Regions from separate parts of the Podarcis muralis genome. Here region 1 is linked to region 2. Evidence: chromatin contacts called from public Hi-C data. All regions are on one chromosome and are shown on one strand. The core of a region is the stretch at or near the end of the contact, and the rest is flanking DNA. Distances in the headings are between cores, read along the strand shown. Region 1 holds the start of LOC114602536 (actin-related protein T2-like). Region 2 holds the start of LOC114602955.

Region 1 (3,941 bases), core at 1,010-3,509, 420 kb after region 2:
AGCATCCCCTGGATTCTTTGGAAGAAGCTGAAAACCCATCCATCCATCCTTTTTACTGGGCATTCATAATTATTTGTGCTCATGATGACACTGGGACAGTTTTAAATGACTCTGCTTTCAATACTGTACATGTTTTAGGGTGTACATATTACTTTGTTTCCAGAAATGCATGTCCCATAACTTCTGAAACCCTGTAACTTTTAATACCACAAATGCGGTTTTGTGTTTGTGTATGTTCTGCTTTTGTCGAGCTGTTGTTGTTGTTGTTGTTGTTGTTGTATACCTGAAGGAGCGTCTCCATTCCTTTCGTTCAGCATGGACACTGAGGTCCAGCACCGAGGGCCTTCTGGCGGTTCCCTCCCTGTGAGAAGCAAAGTTACAGGGAACAGGCAGAGGGCCTTCTCGGTAGTAGCACCCGCCGTGTGGAACACACTCTCATCAGATGTCAAAGGAATAAACAACTATCTGACGTTTAGAAGACATCTGAAGGCAGCCCTGTTTAGAGAAGTTTTTTAATGGCTGATGTTTTAATGAATGGTCATACCTCAGGTTAAATACACTTCAGGTTGAGCGTTTTCAGGTTACGCTCTGCGGCGACCTGGAAGTAATGGAACGTGTTATTTCCGGGTTTCGCCGCTCACGCAGATGCTCAAAATGATGTCATGTGCATGTGCGGAAGCGGCAAATCGCGACATGCGCAGACGCGTTTTTGCTTCAGGATGCAAACGGGGCTCCGGAACGGATCCCATTCACATCCAGAGGTACCACTGTATTTTTAATCTCCTGTTGGAAGCCACCCAGAGTGGCTGGGGAAACCCAGCCAGATGGGTGGTATATAAGCAATAAAAGATGATGATGTTGTTGTTAATTATTATTATTTATTTTTTATACCCCCTTCATCCACTCCTTACAGGGTGGTAAACAATATACAAATACAGAAATACATAGCATAATAACAAACAAAAACAATAACCCCACCACAGTTTAAAGATCCATAGATTGTTTAATTAGCCAAAGGCCTGGGAGAAGAGGAATGCTTTTGTCTCGAGTCTATAGAGATAAGAGAGTTTAGATTTGATATCCCACCTTTCACTCCCTTTAAGGAGTCTCAAAGTGGCTAACATTCTCCTTTCCCTTCCTCCCCCACAACAAACACTCTGTGAGGTGAGTGGGGCTGAGAGACTTCAGAGAAGTGTGACTAGCCCAAGGTCACCCAGCAGCTGCATGTGGAGGAGCGGAGACGCGAACCCGGTTCCCCAGATTATGAGACTACCGCTCTTAACCACTACACCACACTGGCTCTCTATTATGTCATGATTTTTTCTGCTCATGATGACACTGGGACAGTTTTAATGTAATGAAGGAGCCAGGCAAGCCTCCCTGAGGAGACCACCCTGAGGAGTTCCCTTCTAGATAGCAATATTATGGTAACACTGGAGAAGCACCGCAGAACAACTAATACAGTGGAATTATGTGTGAATGTATAGGTCTCCCAGCAACATGCTTATTGTGTCAAGGGCACATTGCAGAATATACCTGCAAAACACACGAAGGAGCGCCCATGATAAAGTAAGGGCCCCAAGATAATTTAAGTGGGACAAGTACAAGATAAATTCACATTCCTGCCAACATTTTTTGATGAAAATTCGGCCTACTGGAAGGTCTCCCAGGCCTGTGCTGCTTCGGGAGGCACGGTGCAGACTGGAGGAACCTACCAGAAAGTCATGCCGGCCTCCACTGCATCAAGAGATGCTGTGTGGACCGGAGAAGCCTACTGAATGGTCGACCCAGCCTGTGCAGCTTTGGGAGACACTGCATAGACAAGACCTGCCTCCTCCTCCTCCTCCTCCAGCGCCACAGACAAAAGTGCCATGGCGGAGGGAGGAAGAGGAGAGATGACACGTGGGGGGAAGGTAACTTTTCCTTCCGTTTCTTGGTCTTGCAATCTGGTTTTAGCCAACTGACTCGTGCCAGAACTGAAAAAAGCCCGCCTTTTGGTCCCACGCTCTGGCGTGGCTGGAGCACAGGAGCCAAACGGGGCATCCGCGATTGGGGTCAGAAGCTGGGGCGGCTTCTGTCAATTTGGGATGTCCCGGTTAAATCGGGACACTTGAGAGGTATGAATTCAGGGTGTAAAGAGAGCTGGAATTTCAAGCAGCTTTGCCTGTTTGTGACGCCAGGATTCTAGAATGTTCTACGGTCAGACGTTGCAGCATCTTTTAGAGATGCCTCATGGAAATCACTGAGCTCTTAGTATTTGGGTTCTTTCGCCAACAGTGCAATGTTGGATATCAAGCTGCTCCAAACGCCAGCCGTGATCATTGATAATGGATCTGGGTCATGCAAAGCTGGGATCTCAGGTGAGTCTGAACCACGATCGCTTATTACATCCGTTGTTGGACACCTTAAACAGAACACGGAGGATTACTACATTGGGGAGAAGGCTTTCTCGAAGAAGGGTGCCATGGTGCTGAATTATCCTGTTGAGCGTGGCATGATTACGTCTTGGGATGACATGGAGAAGCTCTGGAAACACATCTATAAACAGGAGCTTAAAGTGAAAGCCAACGAGAGGCCTGTGCTGCTTTCTGAACCACCACTGAATCCACGGTTGAATCGGGAGAGAACAACAGAGATGATGTTTGAACACTTTCAGGTCCCAGCTTTGTACCTCTCGGTCCAAGCCACACTGGCCCTTTACGCGTCCGCACGCACCACGGGGTTGGTGATGGACAGCGGAGACGGAGTAACTCATACTGTCCCCATCTATGAAGGATATTGCCTACCCCACGGAGTGTCCAGACTTGATGTGGCGGGAAGGGACATTACCAATTACCTCGCCAGCCTCCTTTTGGAAAACAGCCAGCCTTCCTTAAGCAGGGCCAAGAAAATCATGGTGCAGAGCATCAAAGAGAAGTCCTGCTATGTGGCTTTGGATCCCAAGCAGGAAGCAGAAAAAAAAGCTGAGGTCTTCAAGCTGCCAGATGGAAGCACCATCACACTCAATCTCCACCTCTGCCAAGCACCAGAAATCCTTTTCGTGCCAAAGATCATCGGTGTTGAGGCCCTGGGCATCCAAGCCATGATCACCAAGAGCATTAGAAAGTGTGACAGGGATATTTGCAGCCTCCTCTATGGGAACCTGGTCCTCTCAGGCGGATCATCACTTTTCCAGGGTCTCGATGAGAGGATTTTTAAAGAGATAGAACACCAAGTCCCACAGGGGGTTCCGCTGCGAATCATAGCACCTCCAGATACAATGTGCGCTGCCTGGCTGGGAGGATCCATTCTAACTCACCTGGACTCTTTTGTACCCATGTGGATTACCAGTGAGGACTACCAGGAATTTGGTGCGGGTGCAATCCATCGAAAGTGCTTTTAAGAAGGGTGTATACTTATGATGATGATTATAAAGCTGATCTGCAAGATTGTAACTTTAATAAAAGTACAAAGAGTGTTCAATCCTCCAGTCTCTTTCTCTTTGTGTTTATGAGCGTGACCTTCATGTTATGATAATTATGTTTGTATTTTGTTCTGGAGGAGCTTTTGAGACTGTGAAAGGATAGCTTTCACTCATTACTCTGAAAAAAGCAGGAGGCATGAGGTTTTTCTTTTTCTTTTTAATTCTCTATTTTCAATTCTTCTCAATGAAAATCAAGAGGGGGAGAGGAATGAATCAAATTTTTCCATGAATATCCCTTTTTTTGCCTTCATACTCCTTCTGGGCTCTGCCTTAACTCTTGCAATATTTTGTGTGCTTTTCCAGAGTTGGCAGCCTTGTGACACCACAGGCACTCTCTTATAACATCACCCTGCATTGTGACATCACTAGCTTTGGGATACTGCCGTCATGGCAACCCTGGGCTTTAACTCTTCCCTAAGGGTCGGGAGGGGGGGATGCGGGTGGCACTGTGGTGTAAACCACTGAGCTGTGCCAACCT
Region 2 (4,012 bases), core at 626-3,125:
CTTTAACATGCTTTCGAACTGCTAGGTTGGCAGGAGCTGGGACCGAGGAATGGGAGCTCACCCTGTCATGGGGATTCGAACCGCCGACCTTCTGATTGGCAAGTCCTAGGCTCTGTGGTATACCCACAGTGCCACCCGCTTCCCATTATGCAAAAGTTATGGTGCCTCAAATCAATCTGGCCGCTCTTGATTCCCATGACGTGTGTGCCATCAAAATAACTAACAACAATAGTAATGTTTATTATGTAGCATAAGAGTGGAGAACCTTTTTTTCAAACCAAGGGCCACATTCCCTTCCAGGAAATCTTCTGGGGGCCACATGCCAGGGGTGGGCAGAGCCAGAAGCAAAAGGAGGAGGTGGAGCCACAAAGGTAAATTTACTTCTGTCCAGGCAAGCAAGAGTTCAAGGGTACATTCCAGCCAGGTAAGGATGCTCAAGGAAGGTGAAAAGGGTGTGGCCTGGGGAGAGTCTTGAGGGCCGCAGAGAGAGGCCTGGAGGGCCACACGGGACTGCTGAGCTGGAGGTTCCACCAATTAAGTAGTTAAATATCATATGTAAAGTAGCAGCTCCATGAGTCATGTCTGTAATAAGCCTAATGGGCACTGAGGATTCTCCAAGATGGCGATTTCCTTAAGAGTTCATTTGAGGATGTATAGCAGGCATAGGCAAACTTGGTCTTCCAGATGTTTTGGGACTACAACTCCCATCATTCCTAGCTAACAGGACCAGTGGTCAGGGATGATGGGAGTTGTAGTCCCAAAACATCTGGAGGGTTGAGTTTGCCTATGCCTGATGTATAAAGTGTTTTTTGGGTTAAAATAAAGCCTTGCAGGGGGAAAAGGAACTGTAAGCTCTTTGCACAGAGGCAGAACATCCCTGCAGCAGCTACCCATCCTTGGGTGGAAGGCAGGGAGTCCAGCAGTAGGTGACACCAGAGCCAACGACAGGCAGAGCCAAGTAATACCAGTTTTGGCCGCCTCCTCCTTGCCAAGTTCTACAAGGGGAAACCCTGGGACTAAAGAGAGGGCAGGCAGTGTCAAAAAGTGAGCTGGCAGCAAATCACACTGTTCAAAGTTGGAGTTAACTCTTTATTAGCAAAAAAACACAATCTTTGCAGATATGGCTGAGTGTCAGGCCTAATGAGCAGAGTAGCTCATTCTGGATTTCCTCCAGGAAAATCATTTGCTGAGACTGAAAGTCCCCACCTCCTCACAGCCACCTAAGTGCTTTCCTTTCCAGGGCTTTCCCCAAGCAATCGGAGACTGGGCCTGCATGCAAGCCTGCTGCTGCTCTGCCCATTTCAGCCCTCTTCTGGTTCTGGGAGACAAGTGGGGAGGGATCTTGTGGCAGCAGGTGGGAGAGACACCCCTGACTCTTCACCAGCCTGACTCATCTCTGCCTCTTGGCCCCCATCCTCACCTGCTTCTGGACTGCTCTCTGCCACAGACTCTCCCAGCTCACTAACCCAGGGTCCTATAGTTTACCCCCGCATTGCTACAGTTCCCACCAACACAGAACAAGAGGCAGTTTCCAGGGATCTTGGGGAGCCGGCACAGCCAAGGTTAGGAAGGGCGCGAGGGATCTGCGATCCCCTAACCGCGCCACTGAGCCGGATTTCAGCAGCGATCCCCGGCGGCTGGTCAGCGGGCTTGCTTCCGAGTGAGCGCGCAACGGGCTTGACAGTCTCGTGCGCCCCGCGCGCAAAGCACATCCCGCTCCATTGCAACCCTGCTCTTTGGCGATCCCTGGGATCTTATTCCTCCGGCTCCTCCCCCGCCTCTCCCCTCCCCTCCCCCGCCTCTCCACCCCCCTCCCCTTTCCCCTGATGCTCCCACCGCCGCCCCCTTTCCTTCCTAGTTCAGCTCCGCCCAGCTCCGCATCCTCCTTCCACCGCCGCCAACCACCTCTCTCAATCTCTCTCTCTCTCTCTCTGCATATCGCAAAATTGCCCTTCTCCTCCTCCTTTCGGATCCTTCCTCCACCTCCCCAGCCGATCCTTCCCACCACCGCCACCCCGTTTCAAGTTGGAGGAGGGAGAGTCCGGAGGAAAGGAGACCAGAAAGGAGTCAATGTTTTTGCAGCCGCCTGCAAATCCTGCGGTCAGTTTCCTGGTCCGTTTCCACGCTTCCCTTGGGGATCCTGCTTCGGCTTCCTCTCTCCGTGTTAAGATTGTTTGCAAGTTTTTCAGGGGAGGGAGAGGGCAGCTTGCGATGATAAACTGCCCCCTAGTGTTGCGCGTGTAGCTGCTGGGCTGGGCGAGGGGGCTGGGCGGGAAAGGAACTTCCTTAAACCTGGGAAAGTCCTCCGTGCTTTGCGCTCCACTTCCCAAATCCCCCACCCCGCTTCCTACAGCACAAGGAAAAAGGAAGTTTAAGAAAAAGTTTTCTCCTGTGCACGCGCACACACCTGGGCTCGAGAAGAAAGGAAACAGCGGAAGGAGATGGAATAAAACGGTGCAATCTCTGGTAGGGTTTTTTTTTTAATTGTTGGGGCTTCTTTCAAACCCCAGCAGTTTCTAGCTGGGAAGAGATGAGCTTGTCCTTTGCCCCAGCCTCTATTCCTTCTCACTGACTATGAGGATTGTTAAGCCAGCCTGGTCCTGTAAAGAGAAGAGGAAAAGGAAGGATCCTCCTCCATCTGGGAGAATTTAAAGAAAGACCATTATTATTATTGTTATTTCAACGGACTGGCCGTTCGGAAAGAGGGCAAGCTGCTGTTCTTGGGTGCTCACGAAAACTCAGACCAGATGGTACAGCGGCGAAGAAAAGTGAAAAAATAAATCCTTTGGCAAGGAAGCTCCCGGGATGGGGACTGGGCTGTGCACCAGGAGGCAAAAGGGCCTCTTGCAAACTGGGTTTTGCCTAGTGGCCGTGGCCTGCCTGGCATCCGGAGCTTTCCTGTACAACCACCTCCAGCAGAAGGTGAAGTCCGCAGAAGCCTTGGCTTTGAAATACAAGCAGCAACAGGAGGTGCTTTCGGCCCAATTGCAAGGTGAGGTCTTGGCTTGCTTTGTTTGCGGTTGCGTTTCCTGCTGGTCCGTTAGAGCAGATGGGTGCTGCCCTACCAACCTCAGTCTGCCCTCAGCCAGGTCTCCCTGGCCTGCCTTCTTCCTTCCATCCAGTGCCAGCTTCCTCCTCCTCAGGCTCAGTGGTGCCCCTTGTGGGACTCGGCAGGGAAGAGGATGGGGATGAAACTAGAATTAGTTGGCTCTGGTCCGTTCCCATCATGTGCAGCACACATGCATACAATTTAATATCTAAAGCAACTGGTCTATGCAGTCCAGGGGAACAGAGCCTGGGGGGCCTCCAGATCTACTCCTGAACATCAGCTGGGGCTGGGAGTTGGAATTCAAGAACATCTGGAAAACCACAGGCTGTCTATTTCTGGTTAGTCCTGCAGAAGCTAGTCTGAGGTCACTGGGTGCTTGGTGTTGGTTTTTTTTTATTGTTTATCAATTCATGTGCCATTTTTAGGCCAAAATGGCTTCTACAACAATAAAATACACACATAATTAAAGCATGCAATAAAACAAGTCAACATAAACCTTAAAAACACTCCTAATTTAAAATTACACAAGCCATGCCAATTGCATAAAAAGCATGACAATGAAAACGGCTATAACAACAAGATCAGAAGTTCCAGTTCAAGGGATTGCTTTCCTAGACAGGTGTGTCTTCAGGAGCCGGCAGAATGCCAATACTGATGGCGTCTCTTGCATTTCAGCAGGGAGGGTGTTCTGCAACAGTGGTGCCACCACTAAACAAGCCTGCCTTTGCGTCTCGGTGAGTTGATTATCAGCAGGCCATGGCAAAACTAACCAGGTCACATTTGCTGATCACAGTGCCCTCATTGAGCAGTGGAAGGGAGCATGGTTTTTCAGGGAACCTGGTCCAGATTTATTTAAGGCTTTGCATGTAAATAGCAGAACCTTAAAAGTGACTTGGTGGCTCTTAGGCAGCCAGTGCAAATTCCTCTTTCTTGTTTTGTGTCCCACCTTGTGGTGCTGAGAAG

What was found. A called contact is a pair of places that touch in the nucleus more often than the background predicts.
Region 1: a contact with region 2 is called in a Hi-C map of tail, with 3 times the contacts expected there. The contact joins the promoter of LOC114602536 here to the promoter of LOC114602955 in region 2. A contact is called at or near these places in 2 of 3 Hi-C or Micro-C datasets (blood and tail).

Annotation. Positions count from the first base shown.
Region 1 is chr7:19,930,883-19,934,823 of rPodMur119.hap1.1, forward strand. LOC114602536 (actin-related protein T2-like) reads left to right here and starts at 2,260. Exons shown (of 1, transcript XM_028740879.2): 1 at 2,260-3,464. The coding sequence starts at 2,282. The coding sequence ends at 3,382.
Region 2 is chr7:19,510,387-19,514,398 of rPodMur119.hap1.1, forward strand. It overlaps LOC114602955, which reads left to right and starts at 1,876. Exons shown (of 14, transcript XM_077931348.1): 1 at 1,876-2,992. The coding sequence starts at 2,806.